Regions from separate parts of the Mus musculus genome. Here regions 1 and 3 are each linked to region 2. Evidence: chromatin contacts called from public promoter capture Hi-C data. All regions are on one chromosome and are shown on one strand. Each heading gives the region's core, a stretch centred on a gene start, on an enhancer-like site or on the middle of the called end of the contact. The rest is flanking DNA. Distances are from core to core; before and after follow the strand shown.

What was found. Promoter capture Hi-C pulls out the DNA fragments that hold promoters and counts their contacts.
Region 1: a promoter capture Hi-C map of liver shows a contact between it and region 2, with 2.6 times the contacts expected there. The contact joins the promoter of Tmem42 here to the promoter of Slc25a38 in region 2. A contact is called at or near these places in 3 of 39 promoter capture datasets (liver and pre-B cells) and 1 of 115 datasets of contacts at active chromatin or transcription factors (the NIH/3T3 cell line).
Region 3: a contact with region 2 is called in a promoter capture Hi-C map of pre-B cells, with 6 times the contacts expected there. The contact joins the promoter of Snrk here to the promoter of Slc25a38 in region 2. A contact is called at or near these places in 2 of 39 promoter capture datasets (erythroid cells and pre-B cells) and 1 of 9 other capture datasets (liver).

Annotation. Positions count from the first base shown.
Region 1 is chr9:123,019,812-123,023,901 of GRCm38.p6, forward strand. It overlaps Tmem42 (transmembrane protein 42), which reads left to right and starts at 1,515. Exons shown (of 3, transcript NM_025339.4): 1 at 1,515-1,759; 2 at 2,355-2,501; 3 at 3,028-3,680. The coding sequence starts at 1,568. The coding sequence ends at 3,162.
Region 2 is chr9:120,108,195-120,111,969 of GRCm38.p6, forward strand. Slc25a38 (solute carrier family 25, member 38) reads left to right here and starts at 2,188. Exons shown (of 7, transcript NM_144793.2): 1 at 2,188-2,378. The coding sequence starts at 2,250.
Region 3 is chr9:122,115,597-122,119,310 of GRCm38.p6, forward strand. It overlaps Snrk (SNF related kinase), which reads left to right and starts at 1,670. Exons shown (of 8, transcript NM_001357775.1): 1 at 1,670-1,811.

The DNA.
Region 1 (4,090 bases), core at 265-2,764, 2.9 Mb after region 2:
TATCTGCAAATTGGAGTGGTTTATACCACATAGGACTAATTGGGATAATCTATTCTTTTTATTTAAAATTTAATTTTATGTATTAATGTGTATCTGTGTTCAGGTGTATATATATGTACATGAGGATAGGTGCCTTTGGAGGCCAGAAAATAGTGGAACCCCTGGAGGTATGAGGTTGGGAGGCACTTGTGGGAAGGTTGCAAGCTGCCTAACTGCTAAGCAATCTCTCCAAACCCCAGTAATCCATCCTTTTATTTCATCCACAAAACCACCCGCATGAGAAGCAAGGTAGCATGTAAGAATGTCCATGAAAAAGCTCTTTAACAGGGAATAAAGTGTTTCTTCCAAGCCCCATACATTAAATATTATTTGTATTTTATATATCAACAAAACAAGTTTTGCTGTGTAGCCCTGGCTATGTAGAGCTATTTAGAGCAGGCTGTTCTCGGACTCACAGAGATCCACTTGCCTCTGCTTCCTCATGTGTACCAACCACCACACTTAGCTCACGTTATACACTTCTACAGCTCTCCTTTAAGGAAATGTATCCCTAACATATATCCATACACACTGCCATTGACTGAATTCAGGATTTTTCATGTATTATGGAAGCACTGAGCTATAACCCCAACTCTCCTTTATTACAAAAACAAAAACTTTTTGAGAGTCTCAAAAAGTCCTTGGCTTGCTTAGTACCTCTCTGTTGGTCAGGCTGGCCTCAAACTCAGTAATTCTACCTCAGCTTCAGAAGTGCTAGGATTACGGGTGTGTGCCACCATGCCTGGCTGCCAGCCCTCTCAAGTGAGACAATGTCTCCCTAAGTTGCTCAGGATGACCATTAACTGCCTCAGCATCCTAAGCATCTGGAATTACCGACAGTAGATGACATTTTACGGTTTGTTTGGGTTTTTTTTTTTTTTGGTTGTTTTTTCAATTTTTTTGTCGTTCTCAATTACTTTACACGAACTTAGAAGTGACTGTGCTTCTGATGGTCCAGGCAGAACAAACGTTTTCCCAAACAACGTTCTGTCTCAAGCGGCCGGTCTCCAGATCCATCATCTCCTGCGTCCACGAGGGAGCAGAGGTGCTTTGAAGGTGCAGCTTGGCTTCAGGATTAGCATGTTAGGTGCGCATCCATGTAAAGTGGCAGACCTCCCCGTCTTCTCAGAAGCAGGTTCCCCTTGACTGCAGGGCTCTTTCAGAAACAAGGTTACTTCCGCCGCAGGTTCTCCTCGGAGATAAACTCCCCTCCTCCCCAAGTTCACGTCAGCAGATTCCTCTCTCACAGTAGGTACCTCTCGGTAGCACGCTTCCTTCAGTGGCGCACGGTCCTCGCTACCGGATTCCCATCCCCCAGGTTCGCCGGAGCCGCAGGCTCTCCTTAGTCGCGGGTTTGCACACGCTGCAGGGTATGGGCTCCAGATTCCTTTCATTTGTAGGCTCGGCTCGGCTCGGCTCCGGACTCCACTGCAGCAGATTCGCCTCACTCGCCTGGCTCCGCCCTAGCCGGGCTCACGGCGGGTGGCGGCGTGCGTGGCAGTCGGCCGTGGCGGGCGCAGCGGGCCTCATGGCGGCCGGTCCGCAGTCCTCGGGTGCCGCCGTGTCTGCGGCCGCTTACCCTGACTCACCCGTGGAGTTACCCGCTCGCCTACAGAAAGGCGCGATGCGGCGCCGCTTCTGGGGCGTGTTCAACTGTCTGTGCGCCGGGGCGTTCGGGGCTCTGGCCGCCGCCGCCGCCAAGCTGGCCTTCGGGAGCCAGGTGCAGCCCGGGGCGCCACGCGGGGGCGGGGCGGGGGGAGGGCGGGGCGGGGGGAGGGCGGGGCGGGGGGAGGGCGGGGCGGGGGAGGGCGGGGCGGGGCGGGGAGGAGGGCGGCTTAACCTGGGTTCCCGCCTGCGCCCATGTTGGACCACCTGGTTTTAGGCACTGCCTCCTGGGGGAGGACCTCGAAGCCCACCTCTCAGTTTAAGTCCCCTTGCCATAGCTTTTTTAGCACGTGACACCTAAGGTGAGATAACCGGTTGCCCATCTCTTCCTGTCCTTGGCAAGAGTTCGGACTGAGCGCCTGCGGAGCTTCTGCATCAGAGAATTCGATCCTGACCTGAACAGGGGACTGCTTGATATAGATTTCTGGCGACTTACAGTCCTTTTGTAAAGTCATATCTTTCCAGAAGGCTACTCAGCTACAAGAAATTTGAGGTCTTCGTGGAAGATAACCCTGCCCCCTGTCTGCAGGCAAATTCCTCTGCCTATCAGTCAGGGTCCGCATATGCTTTGTATGAGACGTGTAAACATCTCCCAGTCTTTCAAGGTTATGCCCATGGTGGTTGTAGCTCAGTGACACTTTCTCCTGCAGGTCAATATTGGCTTATGTGTCTTAGGCATCGTTGCCATGGCAAGCGCCAATTCTCTGATGTGGACCTTCTTTAGCCGGGGCCTCAGTTTCTCTATGTCTTCAGCCATTGCATCTGTCACAGTGACTTTCTCGAACATACTTTGCTCGGTGAGTAGCCTGGTGACCTTGTTCTTAGGGTTCTTGGTGAGTTAGTTGTCCTTGGGAAACCCCTGATTTTCCAGGCTCTAGAAAGGACAGGGAGTAAAACAAAAGTTGGGCTGTCTCCAGGCAAGGAACAGTTAAACATGGAAAACTTAGGAGTGAAACCTATGTCACTCTGGGATAACACCAGCTATCTCAATCAAGAACTCTAACATTAGCTATGGGGTCTAGGGGGTCTGGTCAAGGGAACCCAGTCTTGAATTGGAAGACAGCTTAACTTGGGTTTATGATTACTGGGTACTAGCTATGTCCGTACTGGCCCTACCTGCTAGCCTGCTGAGCCTCAGTGCTCAGCTGGGGTGGTAACCTCTTACGTCCACAGAGGAGACAGAAATACGTGGATTGATCATGAAGGTGGTTGCTGGATGCAAAGCACCAGACTTTGGCCTCTAGCCCCTCAGGAAGAAATCAGCCAAGGAATGGTGGAGCCTACCAGGGTAGGCCAGGTCCCTTACAGCTGTCTCTTCCACAGGCCATCTTAGGCTACCTGCTGTATGGAGAGTGCCAGGAGATCTTATGGTGGGGAGGGGTGTTCCTCATCCTCTGTGGGCTCACCCTGATCCACAGGAAGTTTCCACCCACCTGGAAGGAGAGCAAGGAGCAGTGAGGCCAGTCGGTGGATAGACCAGACCCACTGTAAAGAGAACCATGATACCCAGCCAAGGGTTGACAAGTTGGGCTGCTTCCAGGGCGGCCTGGGAGTGCAGCCCTTAAGTGTCAGCCACATGGAGATGGTGGACCAGCCACTGGCCTCTGACCTCCTCACAGCCTGGAAAGTTAAAGCATTAGCTCCTGTAAGGGGAAGCTAACCACCACAGTATGAGGCCCAAGTCCTTCAGTGTTGGTATAGTGCCTTGATTCTTGTGCACCAGGGAATATTGGAAGACTCTGTGATCATGGGTTACACAGCAACATGGCAGGTACCTGAAAAAAACAAAAAACATGTGATTAGAATCCTGCCCTTCATGTACCCCAGCACTGGCAGTTGGCTTTCTGAAAAAACAAACAAACAAACAACAAAAAAAAAACAACTTGATGTGTCATGCCTCAGGTGGTCCGTGATGCCTATGAATCCACAGCAAAAGAAGGGAACGTGGGCTAATAAACACTTGTAAGCTAAAGCTACTGGATATGGAATTTGAGGGTTTTTTTCCAACGTGGAGGTAAGGGCCTGCACCCAGGTAGGTGAGTTCTCAGAATTGGGGTAGTGGGGTAGTGAGTACAAATGGAGATTTTCTCCATATTCATCTGGACAGGTGACAGGAAGAGCTTGCCGACACAGATCCACTGCTTCTGCTAACTGCGACCAAACCTCTCACACTCCTACAGTAGTTCCTCTCTTCATATCTCCTCTGTCCCTACATACTTGAATCCCCGCCAAACAGCTAGCATGGGAAGGTTTGCAGGTCCGTAAGGTCCGGTTCCGCTGTGTGCTTCTGTGCTGTGTGCTTCTGTGTTTGCCCTCCCCTCTGCCCCGCACTCTCTTACTTGCCCCGCTCCTGGCAACAGTCTCTGCTCCTAGGTCTAAACTCCTT
Region 2 (3,775 bases), core at 938-3,437:
CCCCCCGAGAAGAAAAGAGGGTCAAAAGCGGGCCACCGGACGCACCGCTCCAAGAAAGTCAGCGCTGGATGTCCTGACCTCAAGATGTACCCTGATACCACCAAGTTCCTGCTTCCCCTTGTAGTCGCCAAAAGAAAAATTTCCCCTGCCCCATCCCTCCTGTTGAGAAGTACTTCCTCTCTTTCTGCTGCCCCATCCCTCCTGCTGAGGTGCATTTCCTCTGCCCCATTCCTCCTGCTGAAAGGCACTTCCCCTTTTGCTTGTGTATTTAAACCTTGGGCCTGGCTAATACATTTTGGGGTCTTGATACAACTTCAGAACAGTTTCCGTGTCGTTACTCGTACAAGACCCTCGTCTCTCTCTACCCCCCATTTGGTTCTTAGGAGGAGGTCCCCTCGAGACCCTCGAATAACTGGACCTGCTGGACGGGTCACTGCCATATGCTGTGGACTGGTATTCATGCTTTGGTTGGCTTGCAAATTCAGAACCCAACAAAAATGTGACAAGGTGATTGATTATAACTCAAGCACTTTTAGCCATTGAAAATGGCACCTCCCCTGAAGTTTGGTTATCTATGCTCAAGAATTAGTCGGCTTCTGAGTCCTCTGCTCTTGCACCCCACGGATTTATGGATCCATTGCACTGGGATGAGAGAGACTCAACGATCATTGATCAGCCCTTGCACACTGCTGAGGTTTCCTCATTGCACGAGGTAGGGTGATCATGATTTGCCCTTCTAAATCCTTCTTGATCGTTTTGTGCTGAGGAAGTGCAAGACTAGATCATCGGATTAGGCCTTTTTCTATTAAATAAAAAAGGGGGAGATGTGGGAAGCCAATAAACACCATTACAAGATGGCGCTGGTTTCAATAAGCTGACGCCCATGAATATGGGTAAACAACCAATGTGTGCATGTTCAGTAGAGTTTTTTTGCTGAGTCACGACCTGGCCCCGAGGCATGTAAATGAGGTACTGAAAGCATAACCAATTGGGTGTAGACATGCCTGTCCTAGGCCTATATAAGCAGCACTGGTTTTTTGGGCTCGGGGTCTTTCGCTTTTGCTTTCACTATCAAGCTCTCCCAATAAACGTGTGCAGAAGAATCCTGTTGTGGCGTCCTTCTTGCTGTCGAGTCGGGCGTCTACAAACACCTTTAATCCTAGCATTTGGGAGGCAGAGGTAGGTGGATTTCTGAGTTCAAGGCCAGCCTGGTCTACAGAGTGAGTTCCAGGACAGCCAGGGCTATATAAAGAAACCCTGTCTCAAGAAAAAAGAAAAACCTTGTCTTGAAAAACTAAACAACAGAACAAAATAAACATATAAAAAGCATAAAGACAAGGCTTGAGAGCCTGGGTTAGAGCACTTGTAGAGGACCTGAGGTTGGTTTCCAGCACCCAGACAGGGCAGCTCAGGACTGCCTGTGAGCTTCTGGCCTCTGCAAGAAGCTACATTCACACGTACATACCCACACATACAACTAAAAATAAGTCAGGCATGGTATACACGCCTTTAATCCCAGCACTTGGGATTAAAGAGGCAGGTGGAGCTCTACGAGTTCAAGGTCAGCCTGGTCTCCACACAGAGAGACACAGGGGTAGCTAGTGAGTTCCAGGTAGCCAGGGCTATACAGAGAAACCCTGTCTTGAAAAAATAAAAATAAAGAAAACAAAAAAGAAGAAATGTGAATTGTATTTTTAAAAATTTGTGTCTAAAGAGAAGGCATTCATCCTGCTTCAGTTCTTTTTCTTTTCTTTTCTTTCCTTTCCTTTTTCTTTTTCTTTTTGAGACAGGGTTTCTTTGTATAGCCCTGGCTGTCGTGGAACTCTGTAGACCAGGCTGGCCTTGAACTCAGAAATCTGCCCGCCTCTGCCTCCCAAGTGCTGGGATTAAAGGCGTGTGCCTCTACTGCCCGGCGGTCCTTCAGCTCTTAAATAAATTAAATACAATTAAAACTCAGCCAGTCACCCATTTCAAAAAGCGCTTTAAGAATAAATAAATAAATAAATATATTTAATAAGAAAAATATTTAAAAAAAAAAAAGCGCCGAGCAGAAGGCTCTGCAACTGAGAATCACGGACCCTGCAGTTTTAAGTGCAGCCACCAGGTGGCGATGAGATCTCGTCGCCGGATACGCTATGTCACCGGAAGCGGGATCTCACCTTTTTCCTTCTGCTTTCCCCTCCCCCGGAAACATCGAGCCGCTTGTCTCGGGTAATGAGACCTGAGGCCGGGCGGGCAGGCGGGGAGGGATGGGCGTGAGCGCGGAGCCCCGGAGCCTCTCAGTCGCCGGGGCCGGGCTCGCGTCCCCAGTGATCGAGAAGGCACGCTCGGCGCTGCTGCAGTCGCAGGATGTAGAGGACACGGTGGAGACGCTCATGGTGAGTTCGTGGGAGCAGGGGGACCGGGACGGGAGCGGCATTGTGGGGCAGGGGACAGTGCTTCGAGAACATTCTAGTTCTAGAATATTCTAACGGCAACTGATGAGAGCGCCTCGGGGCACCTCGAGCCGCCCGCCGCAGGACACCTTCCCTGACCGGCTTCCCTGCAGGCTTCTGCCTTAGCTTTCGGGGTTCACCAAGGCCACGCCCTTCCGTCGGGTTGGCTGCGCTGCCGGGCTGCCATTGGTGGAGACGGGGGCGGGGCGGGGCGGAGTCTCTTGCTGCCAACCATAAACGGAGGTGGGGCTGTGCAGGGCGGGCCCGGGCTGGGATGTGCCTCAGTGGGGCGAGGATGCATGGCTTTGGGGGATGAATATCTTTTAAAAATTCTTGTTTTTTTGAGTCGGGGCCTCACTGTGTTTCAGATAGGGCTGAAACTCGCTATTTAAACCAGGCTGGCTCCGAAGTGCTAAAGGAGTGTGCTCCCCTATGTCTGGAGCTTTTTGGAAGTCTTTAAAAGATAACCGCTGTGGCTCCCAGGACCATGTCTTTCAAAACTGCATACTTTTTTTCTCTCTGGCCCGCCATCTTTCCCTTTTTGATGTGTGTTGGACGTAGACATTTTGTTGTTTTTCTTTTTGCTGTGGGGTGGTAGAAATTGTGGTACTATTTGGCTGTTGAAATGCTGCTTACTCCCATCGTGTTTTGCGTAGTACGATTTGCTCATTGTGCTTTTAGTGTTTATTTTTATCTATGTGTGTTGGGGGTAGGTGCACAAGAGTGCAGATGCCGAAGAAGGCCAAAAGAGAACGTTGGTATCTCCTGGAGCTGGAGCTGTGAGCACCCCTTTCTGTATGGGTGCTGGGAACCTTATGGTCCCTCTGGAAGAATACACTTTGGACTAGTCTCTAGCCCTTACTGGTTGTTTTGATCTATTCTCACACTTAAAAAATTGGAATATTCAGCTTTCTTTAAGTCGTGTATAATAAGGTATGCTACTAAAATAAATCGAAACTTGAAGTTGGAGGTGTGGCCTTTCAGGAAAGCACCTTCGTCTCCATCACTATAAGAAAACTAAGCTCGCTGGGTGGTGGTGGCACACATCTTTAATCCCAGCACTTGGGAGGCAGAGGGAGGTGGCCAGCCTGTTCTACAAAGTGAGTTCTGGGACAGCCAGGGCTATAAGAGCACCGACTGCTCTTCCGAAGGTCCTGAGTTCAAATCCCAGCAACCACGTGGTGGCTCACAACCATCCGTAATGAGATCTGACGCCCTCTTCTGGTGCATCTGAAGACAGCTACAGTGTACTTACATATAATAACAAATAAATCTTAAAAAAAAAAAAAAGAAAAAGAAAGAAAAAAAGAAAACTAAGCTCAGGACCCAGCATGGTGGCT
Region 3 (3,714 bases), core at 420-2,919, 2.0 Mb after region 2:
TACTGGACTTCCCTTGGGAGACCATTATAAGTGATGCTTTTATTCCTTCATTGGCCACAGTGTCCCTGACTAGTGACAGTTCCCAGAGGGCAAAGGTCTTTCAGCAAAAGAGCAGATTGTGCAAGACCTAGTTAGGAGCGGTTGCTCAATGTGTGTCTAAATTAGAATCTCCCTGGCAGAGCTTCTAAGATGGCTCAGCAGGTGGGGGTGCCTGCTGCCTCGATTGCTAATTCGAGTTCCATCCCTAGGACCCATGTGGTGTCAGACAAAGAGACAGAGCTTTCTCTTCTACAGGTTGACTTCTACATGGATGTTGAACATACACACACACACACACACACACACACACACACACATGTAAAAAAATAAGAAAGAGAGACATGAAGAAAGAAAAAGAAAACATTTCCACGTCAAATGACACTGTCCTTTCATGATCCTAAGTCAGGTGGGGCCTGCGTGAGCAGAGGCCAATGCTGGGGTTTTCCTATGTGCACTTTGCCACCCAGGGCTAAAGCATTAGGATAATTGAAGGTCTAAGCACACATTTCAGCAGAAGATCGAGACCACCTTCCCAGTCATTCTGCTTCCCAGCCATCTTCAGGCATGCGAAGTGGATGTTGTAGTATAAATAAATAAATAAATAAATAAACAAATAAATAAATGAAGGGAGGAAGGAAGAAGACTTGCCATTTTCTGACCAACAGAGATGGCAAAAGCCATTTAGATTTTTTTGTCCAGTCAGTTGAGTCAGGCTTGGACATGTAAGAAGCTCATTCTGCTTGTGTGTGTGTGTTTTTTCTTCTTCTGTGGATGCAGGAACACAGAAGGAAAAGTAGGGGAGAGAAACCTGGCACCTGGCTTCTTTTCAGGAGCCCCAGAGGACTAGTCTCCATGGCTCATTATCCTTCCAGGAGATAGAGCTGGGAGTTCCCTCCCTCTTGTCCTGCCACCACTAACATCCCTTTCTGAGTCATCTTGGAACAGAACCATGAACAGCCAAGTTAGTGCCTGCTGTGTACTTCTCCACGTTGTTTCTCAGAGGCTGCCTGGCCTGGCCAGTGACTTTTGACTCTAGAGGCAAGCCTGCATTCAGGTGTTGGGCTTTGCTTCTTTCTGCTTTAGTGGTAACAAAAGCAACAGAATTCTTCAAATGTATTCCCAGAGAGAAGAAAAAGTAAAGAAATGTGTATGTATATATATATATATGTGCATATGTGTATGCATGCTTGTGTATATATGATACACACACACACACACACACACACACACACACATATATATATATATATATATATATATATATATATATGCACGTGCATATGTATATTAATTTTGTTGTCTCTCATTGCTTCAAGCTAGATGGGAGATAGGGTGAACATTGATGGATAAAGCGCATGTGCTCCTTGCCCTCAGCCCCAAGATCTCTTCCAATATCCCCTGAAAGCTATAGCTCTAGCTGCTATGCCTGCTGCCGCTGTCCATCGTCCTGGCGCTTCCTTCTGCATAATCTCTATTCTTTCCAGAGTAGGATGTGCTCAGGCCAGGGCCAGGACGCCCTCCAGTAGACCCTGAGCTGGCCTGCAGGTGCGCCGGGTTAACCCCGCCCCGCCCGACCCAAGGCCCCGCCCTCACACAAGACCCCACCCCATCGCTTTCGTCACGATGACGCAAGGCCCGCGCCTGCGCAGCGCGGCCGCACCCCCGGCCGCCCGCTCGGTATTATGATTAGCCCTGGGTGCGGGGTTCCGGCGGCCGGGAGGGAGTTGTCGACGCCGCGGCCGCTGCGGACGGATGCCCGCCTGCCGGCTGAGGTAGGGCGAGCGCGGCGCGGGAGCGTGGGCCGGGTCTGCGCTTCTCCTCAGCGGCCGCCTTAGCGGGGCTGGGCTGGCGCCGCCGCAGGCGGAAAGTAAGTTGCGCGCTCGGCCCGGGGTGCCCTGCGCAGAGGACGCGGCCCGCGGCACCACCCCGGCCCCGAGCTCGCCCGGCCTGCGGGCTTCGCGCAGCCCGGCCCGGCCCTGCCCTTGCGGCCGCCGCGGGATTGCGGCAGCGCGGGAGTCGACGCGGCCCCGCGCCGCGCCCGCAGCGGGCCCCGGGCGACGCGAGATCCACGGGCCTCAGTTTCCCCGTGGGCCGCGAGTCCCGCTGCAGAGCCGGGCGGCCGCCGCCTCACGATAGCTCGGGGACGCGGTTGTCTACGGAGAAGGGCGCTCGGCTGCGGAAGGGGCAGCGGTGCGGCTCCCCGGGGACTGCTCGGATTTTTTCGCGTTAGGAGACGCTGTTCTTTTCCGTAGACATCGCCTGTTGATTTCTTTCCGAACCATTTGCAATAAAAACAAACACCTTGTTGCCTTTTGCTTGGACTCGGGAGCCAGGAGAGTGGCAGCCCTTTAAGCTTAGGCTTCCTCCAGCTGTGATGTTCTTAAACAGTGGGGTCAGCTACAACCTAGGAGCTTCGCTGTGAGTTCGGGTCGTGTATGCATTGGGGAATTTCTCTCCGGGGTTCCTAAGACTGTAGAAGTCAGAGGCTGTAGGGCCTCTGGGCTGTCAGGTTTCTTACTTTCCCTTCCGTTTAAATGAGCGTATTCTCCAAGTCTTAGGAGCCTTGGTGAAACCACCTGGATGCTTGAAGTGTTTTGTCAGGTTTAAGGTGAAGTAAGCGATGGACCTACAGGTGTACAGCTCTTTCTGCTGAGTTTCCAACAGATTCCTGTCCAGGGTCAAAAGGCTCAGTTTGGATTCTTTGTAGGGATTGGGACACTGTCCCAAATTGATCCCTAACTTATCACAGTTCGTATCGGTGCAGTCTGAAGCCCAGGTTGTCAAGGATTATGTAATCAACTTGTTAATTTCTAATCTTGTTACAGTGTTTTCCAGATTTATAAAACCATTCCCTTCAGAGAAATCTGTCTTCAGCGTCTGGTTAAATATTTCTCTTGGAATTGGGTTCTTGAAGACAATTCTGTATGTGTGTTAATTAAACATACTAATTAGACAAGTTTCTTTCAGAGAACATCAAATACATAGCAATTTTTCTGGCTGTCAGTGTAAAATTGACCCATTTTACAGACCTAGGGATGAAAGAAATTATATGACATTCCCAAGGTCACATAATGAAGCTGGGTTAAAAAAAAATCGAGGGCATAGCACTGACTTAATATTCCTGTCCTCAAAGCTTTCTGATCAGAAACTCTTAAGTGCCACTTTTTGACTTTTAAATTTTTGCACAGCTAGTTATTTTACTTTATGCAGAAATTTTCTTTTATCCTTTTATGCTCTTCTGAGTAAATTTTATAGTATTCTGAGTAAATTTTAATGAATAATTGCAGTATGACACATTTGATTAAACAATGATTCTCAACCTTCCTAGTGCTTGGACCAGTACATTTCCTCATGTTGTGGTGACTCCTAACCATAAAATTATTTTCATTGCTACTTCATAACTATAATTTTGGTGCTGTTATGAATCACAATGTAAATATCTGTGTTTTCTGATGGTCTAAGGTGACCCCCACGAAAGGGTCGTTTGAAAGCAAAGAGGTCGCAGCTCACAGTTGAGAGCTACTGGTTTAAAACATCCAAGAACTGGGAAGTTACACTGATTTTTATTTTTACTTCTATAGAGCAGACAGACATACAGATTAGGTCTTTATGTAGTGATCTTGTAACTTAATCACATAATCCTAAAAGGAAGCCTTTTAACTGTCCTTTAATTAA